Linked DNA regions of Rattus norvegicus: region 2 is linked to region 1. A link is a contact called in public Hi-C data. All regions are on one chromosome and are shown on one strand. The core of a region is the stretch at or near the end of the contact, and the rest is flanking DNA. Distances in the headings are between cores, read along the strand shown.

Region 1 (3,939 bases), core at 538-3,037:
GACGCCTGGGTGGTCAGGTACTGGAACCACTTCTAAGGTCACCAAGAACTAGAGGGCCAATCACATGATACTTCACCTAGCACTCAAGGTGAGGTGTCGACGGCATTACAGGACACAAGGCGACAGCAATAGGAGGAGTATGTAGAGAAAGTTAGCAGCTACAACACTATGCATCTCAGGTGAGACAGTGAAAGCCACAGAGAGCCTGCTGAAGTCCAGCAGAGACAGCTGAAGCCACCACTGCTTCCTCAAGGTCTTCTCTGAAGTTAAAACAATAGAAAGAATGGTTTATTTGTTTTTTAATGTATTGAAAATCACATTAATTTTTTATTTTATTACTTTGGGGACAATAGGAGCATAGTGAACATTGTCCCACACGACAACAAGTGCCACGAAGACATCAGAATCTGAGCGTCTGTCTGGACGTCTGCACTTGCATTTGTGTCTCAAGAACGGCAGACAGTTTCCTGTTGCACAGCCATGAAGGCTCTGCATTTTCTCTTTTGGAGAGCTTGCTTGGGAGAGACTCTTTCACACCTCAGGCTTTTAAAACAAAACGTTTGGTCGCCCAAGGGAGCATCACAGGGCACACAGACTGCTTGGCCCTCAGGGATCTAGCTCCAAAGGCCTTGGATGATTCATAGAACTCTTAGAAAGCAGCTTCTCAAGAACCTCTGTCTGCATCTTGTTCGAGCCAGCCTTGGGCTGTGGGGGAACTTCCTGTGTCCTGGAAAGGTCTTTTAATTTGGACCATGAGGGCATTTCCAGAATTCTCTCCAGGAATCAAAAGCTCTTCTGTGTTGTTCTTGGGCAGTGCACTGTGAGCCTTGCAGAATCTACCTACACCCAGGGCAGTGCTGCGTGGGCAGCAGGCAGGGCGTATATTCGGAGAGCCTGCCATTTGCACGCAGCCTTCCTTGTAGACAGAATTGGTGAGGGTTTCTTGCTTTCTGTTTTGTTTATTTATTTATTTTATGTATGTGAGTACACTGTTGCTGTCTTCAGACACACCAGCAGAAGAGGACACCATTACAGACAGTTTTGAGCCACCACGTGGTTGCCGGGGATTGAACTCAGAACCTCTGCAAGAGCACTTAGTGCTCTTAACCGCTGAGCCATCTCCCCAGCCACCCAGGGTTTATTTCTTTGCAGTAAACCACGAGTCAGTGCTGGCTCTGGACACTTAGGGTCCAGTTCCTGCTCAGTACCTGCTAGCTAGAGTATGTTAGTATCTCTGGATACCTCACATGTACTAGAGGGACAATCATCATGCCTGCCTCACAGAACCATGTGAGGAATAAAGTGGGTAAGCAGTAGAAGTCATGAGGCACAGTGCTACCACAGCATTTGTCCCTGTCATTGTCACTGGGCTGTCATCATCTGAGCCACTCTGCTCTGCAGCTGCCTCCCCTGGCCGGCCACTCAGGATGACTTTTCTGGAGGCAGAAGCAGGATGTTTGAAGGTATGGCTGCCACATGTGCCCTGAAACCATGACCTGATGAGGCCCATGTTTGGGGTTTAAGGTTGAACGGCATTCAAACGCAGTGCACACAAAGTGGTCCATTTAAAGGAGAGTGACAGCCCAAAGGGGGCATCCTGCATGACTTCATATAGAATGGGCCATTTGGAGACTATTTAAATGCTGTTTACTTTCAGTGAGCTGCCCTCCACGAAATAGACAGTGAATGCCTTCATTTTCCTTTTTATTCGATTCGCTTGTACCCAACCCCCTCACAGGACCAGCTGCAAAACAAAGAAAACACACTGTACTTACATTAGCCCAAAGTTTTTCCTCTGTAGAAGCCAGAAGCCTGTCATTCTCCTGGATGACTTCATAGCCAGGCCTGGACTCATTAACAAGGCAGCAGAAATGGGGGCTGTGGAGATGCCCGACATTAATGGTGCTCCCTTTCTCTGGTTCACCCTCCCGTTTATACAGCTTCTATAACTGTGGGTTTATGAGCCCTCCTCAAACAGAGACCAGAACTCTTTACACTGTTTAACCCTGTACCATTTCTTAAGTTAGAACATATTGGAGGCTTATTTCAATAATCTCACAAGGCTGCTGTGCCATGAGACATCTGTCTTACAAGCATGACAGCAGCTAAAATAAGACCTAAATAAACATTATCATCTTCAAAACAGGACTGAAAATTTCCTTAGAGACAACTGGATTTTGAAAGAATAACAGGACGTGAAAGGGGTTGATTTTCAAATCAAAAGAGATGATCTAAAAGGTTGGTTTTGGCTTCAGATGCATCTCAGCTATGAGTACTCATGTAACTGCACAGAGCTCTGGGTTTAATGCCCATCACACTAAATACGTCACAGTAAGAATTTACTTCTGAAAGTAAGTACACCATGACCTAGGCATGCTAACTAACACCATCACTCCAGTCACTGTTTCATTCACTGCTCTGAAAACTGTCACAGACCAGATCTGGGCACTCTCCTCATAAGGACAGAGTAAAGTACCAGTGAGGAGAGGCAAAGTCAGCCTCGGCTTGGTGGGTAAGAGCAGGGGAGTAGGGGATGTGAGTGTGACTCTGTATCTTACACTTGTGAAAACGTCACTATTTTGAGACAGGCATTTTTATAAAATGAAAAAATTAGAAAAATCAAAGTCCTGAAGTCACATTTTGGTTGTACAAATTAGCAATAATAAGCTAATGTGGTATATGGGTAGTCAAGTCCTGCATACCTGGCACATCACTGAAACTCCAAAGGCAGCTACCACCACAGGCAACCCTACTTCTGCACAGGCAAGAATGCCTGATATTTAAAGAGTTAGTGGCAAAATGTTGTTGTTAAGTTGGCGGAGTTCTTGCCTTGCATATAGGAAAACTAAATTGGTTAAATCCCCAGCACCACTTAAACAGCGCCTGAAAGGCAATGGCAGGACACAAATTCAAGATCATGATTGGCTGCATAGCAAGCTTGAGGCTAGCTTGATCAACGTGAGATCTTGTCTCAATTAAAAAATAACAACAAGAATAAAAATTAATAAACAAAAAACAGTTTAAGGTCAGCCAGATACATGAGATTTAAAAAAGAAATTGTTGTTTTCTCTGAAAATTTAGAAAGACATGCAAAGTCTTCCTACTGGAAGCACTCATGTAACCTTGGACGCTTTCTGCTGCAGGGTAGACAAACAGAATGAAGCCCTCAGTGATGTCTAATTAGTGTGCTCTCATGTGACATATCATGTTTCTCTCTCCAGATCTAATGTATTTCCTACCTTAAAACTATTTCTCTAGCCACAATCCCTTCTTCAGAACTTCCTGCCCAAACTATTCCATATGGCAGCAATGCTTTGGGAACACCATTACCAATGCAAGCTATATAGGAATGCATGTATTTATGAGTGTGTAACTACAGTATATAAATATGAATATCACAGAAACACGTAAGCACAATGTACACACTGGAAGGGATGCAGGCTCCCCATTTCATTGTTCTTCCCCTCATGGTATCCTTCTCCATCCCCAGGTGCTTCAGCAAACCCCAGCATCCTTTCTGTTCCTACTGAGATGTTGTGTTTACATGACCTACTTTACGAGCTATTGGCACCTATGACACTGCCTTGTCCACATCTGTCTTCCTCACTGTTGTTTGAAGGCTGAAACTGGCATCAGGTGGGCCAGTGCCCACCAGTCTTCCCTAACCAGGCCAGACAATGGCTTCACAGGCCAAGGACACCCTACAAGGTCTCAGGTCTCTCTCTTTGCAGGAAGTATAGCCCTGGACACAGGAGATCGGGAGAGAATAACCTTCAAAGGTAAAAGAGCGCCACCTGCTGAAGTGAGAGGTGCTATGTAGATTGCAAGCATCCCATGGGTTCATGGCTTCCCTAAAGGAAGACTGGCGTGTAGTCTACCAGATCTCCCTGGATGTACATGACTATAATGTAGATGGGTAGCTCCCCTGAAACACAAAGG
Region 2 (3,939 bases), core at 370-2,869, 82 kb after region 1:
GTAGGAAGAAGACATATTTTTTCCAGATGTTTTAACTTTAAGAATATGAGAATTTACAACATAGTTACAAAGTATCAAAACAGGGGCTTAAGAGGCAGCTCAGTCTGAAAACCACCTGCTGTGTAAGCAGGAGGACCCAAGTTCTGTCCCCAGTACAGTACAGTTTCACAGGGGTCTGTGATTCCAGTGCTGGTGAGGTAAAGGCAGGTACTTCCAGGGGTTGCTGGCTGGCCCAATCTACATGGCAAGGTCCAGGCCAGTGAAAGAACCGGTCTCAAACAAACAAACAAACAAACAAACAAACAAAACAAAACAAAACAACCAGTGGCCAGCATCTAAGAAACCATAGTTGTGGGGCTGGGGATTTAGCTCAGTGGTAGAGCGCTTACCTAGGAAGCGCAAGGCCCTGGGTTCGGTCCCCAGCTCCGAAAAAAAAAAAAAAAAAAAAAAGAAACCACAGTTGTTATTCCTTGTCTCCACATATGCACACATATTACACACTTGCATGTCTGTATATACATGCACGCACTCCCACATTCACCTCCACAAATACACACACACAGAGACACAATTCATATGGGGTGAATAAACTTATGGAATCACATATGACTAGTGTAAAAAGCCTGGAAATTGACCACTAATGATAGCTATTCTTAAAAAGGAGAAGGTGAAAGAAAGAAAGAAAGGAAGAAAGAAAGAAAGAAAGAAAGAAAGAAAGAAAGGAAGAAAGAAAAGAGAAAGAGCCGACCTTGAAGTCACACATAACCTTGAATTTAAATCGTGCCCTTTGCTTTTGGTCACGGGTAATTTTTACCCAGTACTTCATGGAACTGAGCCTCAGTTATTTTCTCTGTAAAGCAAACATAATAATTCACAACTCGCAACAATATTGCACGAACTAAGGAGACAATGAGCTATAAGTGCTGGGCACAGTCCCTGGAATCTAAAAGATCGTCGACAATAAACAATATTATTCTCTGTAGCTCCCAATAGTGGACAACCTATTCTGTACCAACTAGGAAATCACTGGCAGCCTTCTCAAAAATCCCACGGAGCGGGGTTGGGGATTTAGCTCAGTGGTAGAGCGCTTGCCTAGCAAGCGCAAGGCCCTGGGTTCGGTCCCCAGCTCCGAAAAAAAAAGAAAAGAAAAGAAAAAAGAAAAAAAATCCCACGGAGCACAACACACTTCTAAATTGAACGCGCTAGTTGCACGTGGAAACAAAAGCACGAGGGATCAGAATTGAATTCAGCATCAACACGAGACCAGTTGTCACCTTTGAAAACAGCTCTAAGCACCGCTGGCTGGTGTGGTTTCCGTCTACCCTGAGCGTCACCTTTGCAGGCAACTGTCGCCGCTGCTAGAAAAGCACAGAGCGCTAAGGTCGTATTTACAGTTTACTTGACAGCATCCCAAGGGCTCACCCCAGGCAGGTAGGACAGGATCCCGCGGGTTCACGCCACAAGAGGTGAAAAGGATCCCGCGGGTTCACGCCAGGGCATGTCAGATCGGATCCTACCTGCTCACCTCATCAGAGGTCGCCGATCCCCATAACCCGGAGTGGCTGGTTGACAGCCGAGCTGCGGGTTACCTGTCGGCCACCGTGCTGCAGCTACACTTCCGCAGACTCCGGGTTACCACGGGCTACCAGGCAAACACCAATTGCGTCATCAACACGCGCCAGGGTCGGCCGCCCCCCTCCCCCGTAGGCCTGGTTCCTCGGCCATACTGCGCAGGCGCAGAGCCGCTAGTGGCATTAGTATCAGGACTCTAGATGGGTAGGTTACACGCACCCCACACTGAAATACGAGCGTGTGCTTTTCGCTTTTGAGACATGGGGGGGGGGGTGTCTCTCTTTGTAGTTCTGGGTGGTCTGGAACCTACTATGTAGACCAGGCTGGTCTCGAACTCAGAGATTATGCTGCCTCTGCTTCCTGAGTGCTGTGGTGAAAGGAGTGTGCTGTTTTCCTTAAGTTCACATTTCTGAAGCATGTGATTGGACTTTACGTATCCATCCCAGCATAGTGCCTTAAAAAGGTCTTACTAGGGTTGGGGATTTAGCTCAGTGGTAGAGCGCTTGCCTAGCAAGCGCAAAGCCCTGGGTTCGGTCCCCAGCTCCGGAAAAAAAGGAAGGGAAAAAAAAAAAAAAAAGATCTATGTGCCAGACAGTTACAGTATCTGCGACTACAGAAGTGGGCCAGTTGTGCCTGCCTTTGTGGAGACTATCTGGTTGAGAAAACTAGTTCTGAATAATTCAACAGATAATTCTCTTTTTAAAAAATTCTTTTAGTATGTGTGGTAGTGTGTAATTGTTTGTACCTGGCTGTATGTATAGGTACACGAATGTGGGAGCTGGAAGTAAGTCTCCGTGAAACACAAGGCAGTCGGAGCCTATAGAAGGTCTCACTTAACTGTGAAGAGAGTGGAAGGCTGTAAAGACCTGAGAGAAAAGCAATCAGAAGGATCAGAAGCATCTAGCACACGCAGCTTGTGGCACCCTTGAAGTAGGATTGGAAGAACACAGGGTGAGACCAATAAGGCCCAGGGACCCGATTCTGCAGCACGTTTCTGGGCCACAATAAGCAAGAAGCATTGATCCCGACGTCAGAGAAGAGTGAGTGACAGGAACTAGTTTTTGAGAAACAGCAGGCTGCTATGTGTGCTGGGCATGAAGCACACAGAAAGAAGGGTTTGGTGAGATGTGATGGCGAGAAATGGATGCATATAAGACGTAATTTGGAAATTGATGTGACAGGTGGGGAGGATTAGTTGAAAGTCTGGACAAAAAAAAGTTACCAAAAGTTACTGCTAGAAGATATGCCTGGATTCTACAGTGAGAACACACGGGCGCGCGCGCGCGCACACACACACACACACACACACACACACACACACACACACACACACACTTCTCCCTTAACTCTTGGTCCCCTTATGTTACCACCCCCAAGCCTTCAGCAAGCTTGCAGATCTAAGTGAGGAAGCATTTGAAGAGGCTGAGGAGAGGGGGCTCTCTTTACTATGCTTTAGTTCACTCTGTGTGTAATCCCCTACCAATCTTAAAAAGAAATGGTTATAAAAATATCTGTCCACACAAACTCTCTGAAGTTTTAAAAAAGATTTTAAAATTGTTTTCCTTTAAATATGTATGTATATTTATATATACATATATGTATATACACACACACACACACATATGGGGGTACGTGCCCATGAGTGCAAGTATCCATGGAAACAGAGACACTTATCCCTCAGAGATGGAGTTACAGGCCGACATGGACTGCCAGATGAGGGTGCTAGGAACTCTGAGTCATCTCCCCAGCCTCCCAAATCTCCAGAATCTTACACATCAGTGGCTAACTTATACTTTGCTAAACTTTGTTTTTCCTGACCAGCTGAAACTGCAGGCTACCCTCTCTCCAATCAGGCCGTGAAATCTTTTCCCAGTGCCCACTGAGATCATGTGGAAAAGACTGAAAAATCAAAAGAACTTTGTATGTGTCTCAGCTGGGCAAAATCTAATAAAGGAGTGGATGGTGGGGACTACTGACTGTCCCCTCAGCACCCAATCTCTTTCCTTCGTAGGAGGATTTTTTAAATTTTTAAAGTTTTAGGTTCAGCTCATAGCAGAACCACATGCTCTCAGCGGGGGCTAGGAAAAGATTGCATAACCTTGTTAAAAGTCTGCCTTCGTTCTGCCTTTTCCAATGTCCTAGGCTGACCTTCGAAGAACCCTCAGGAAGTGAAGAGAGCCTGTGTTACAGTCGGTGAAACAATAACATGTACCAAGTCTTCATGTACATACTCCAGAACCTCTGGGTTTGAGGGACACTAAATCGCCAGTCACTAAAAGAAAACACAAACCATTGCAAACTTCGACTACCTGAATAACCCAAGAAACTAAGCTTTCATTTTCCTCATCTGATTAGCCAGAGAATGTA

What was found. Hi-C and Micro-C count contacts between places; a contact is called where the count stands out from the background.
Region 2: a contact with region 1 is called in a Hi-C map of Schwann cells, with 1.7 times the contacts expected there. The contact joins the promoter of Aopep here to the enhancer-like site in region 1. A contact is called at or near these places in 3 of 12 Hi-C or Micro-C datasets (the Rat2 cell line, Schwann cells and hepatocytes).

Annotation. Positions count from the first base shown.
Region 1 is chr17:2,049,439-2,053,377 of GRCr8, forward strand. The region is part of intron 3 of Aopep (aminopeptidase O); the gene reads right to left. Among named protein-coding and RNA genes, the nearest start is that of Aopep, 82 kb to the right of the region's middle. Within about 2 kb of position 1,788, at least 22 of the 93 cell types and tissues checked have an H3K27ac peak or open chromatin away from gene starts, as enhancers often do. A contact at or near this core is called in Schwann cells, where this site is marked.
Region 2 is chr17:2,131,360-2,135,298 of GRCr8, forward strand. Aopep (aminopeptidase O) reads right to left here and starts at 1,620. Exons shown (of 17, transcript NM_001012346.2): 1 at 1,518-1,620. LOC102551048 (a long non-coding RNA gene) reads left to right here and starts at 1,710. Exons shown (of 3, transcript XR_360672.5): 1 at 1,710-1,776; 2 at 2,334-2,612; 3 at 3,715-3,939.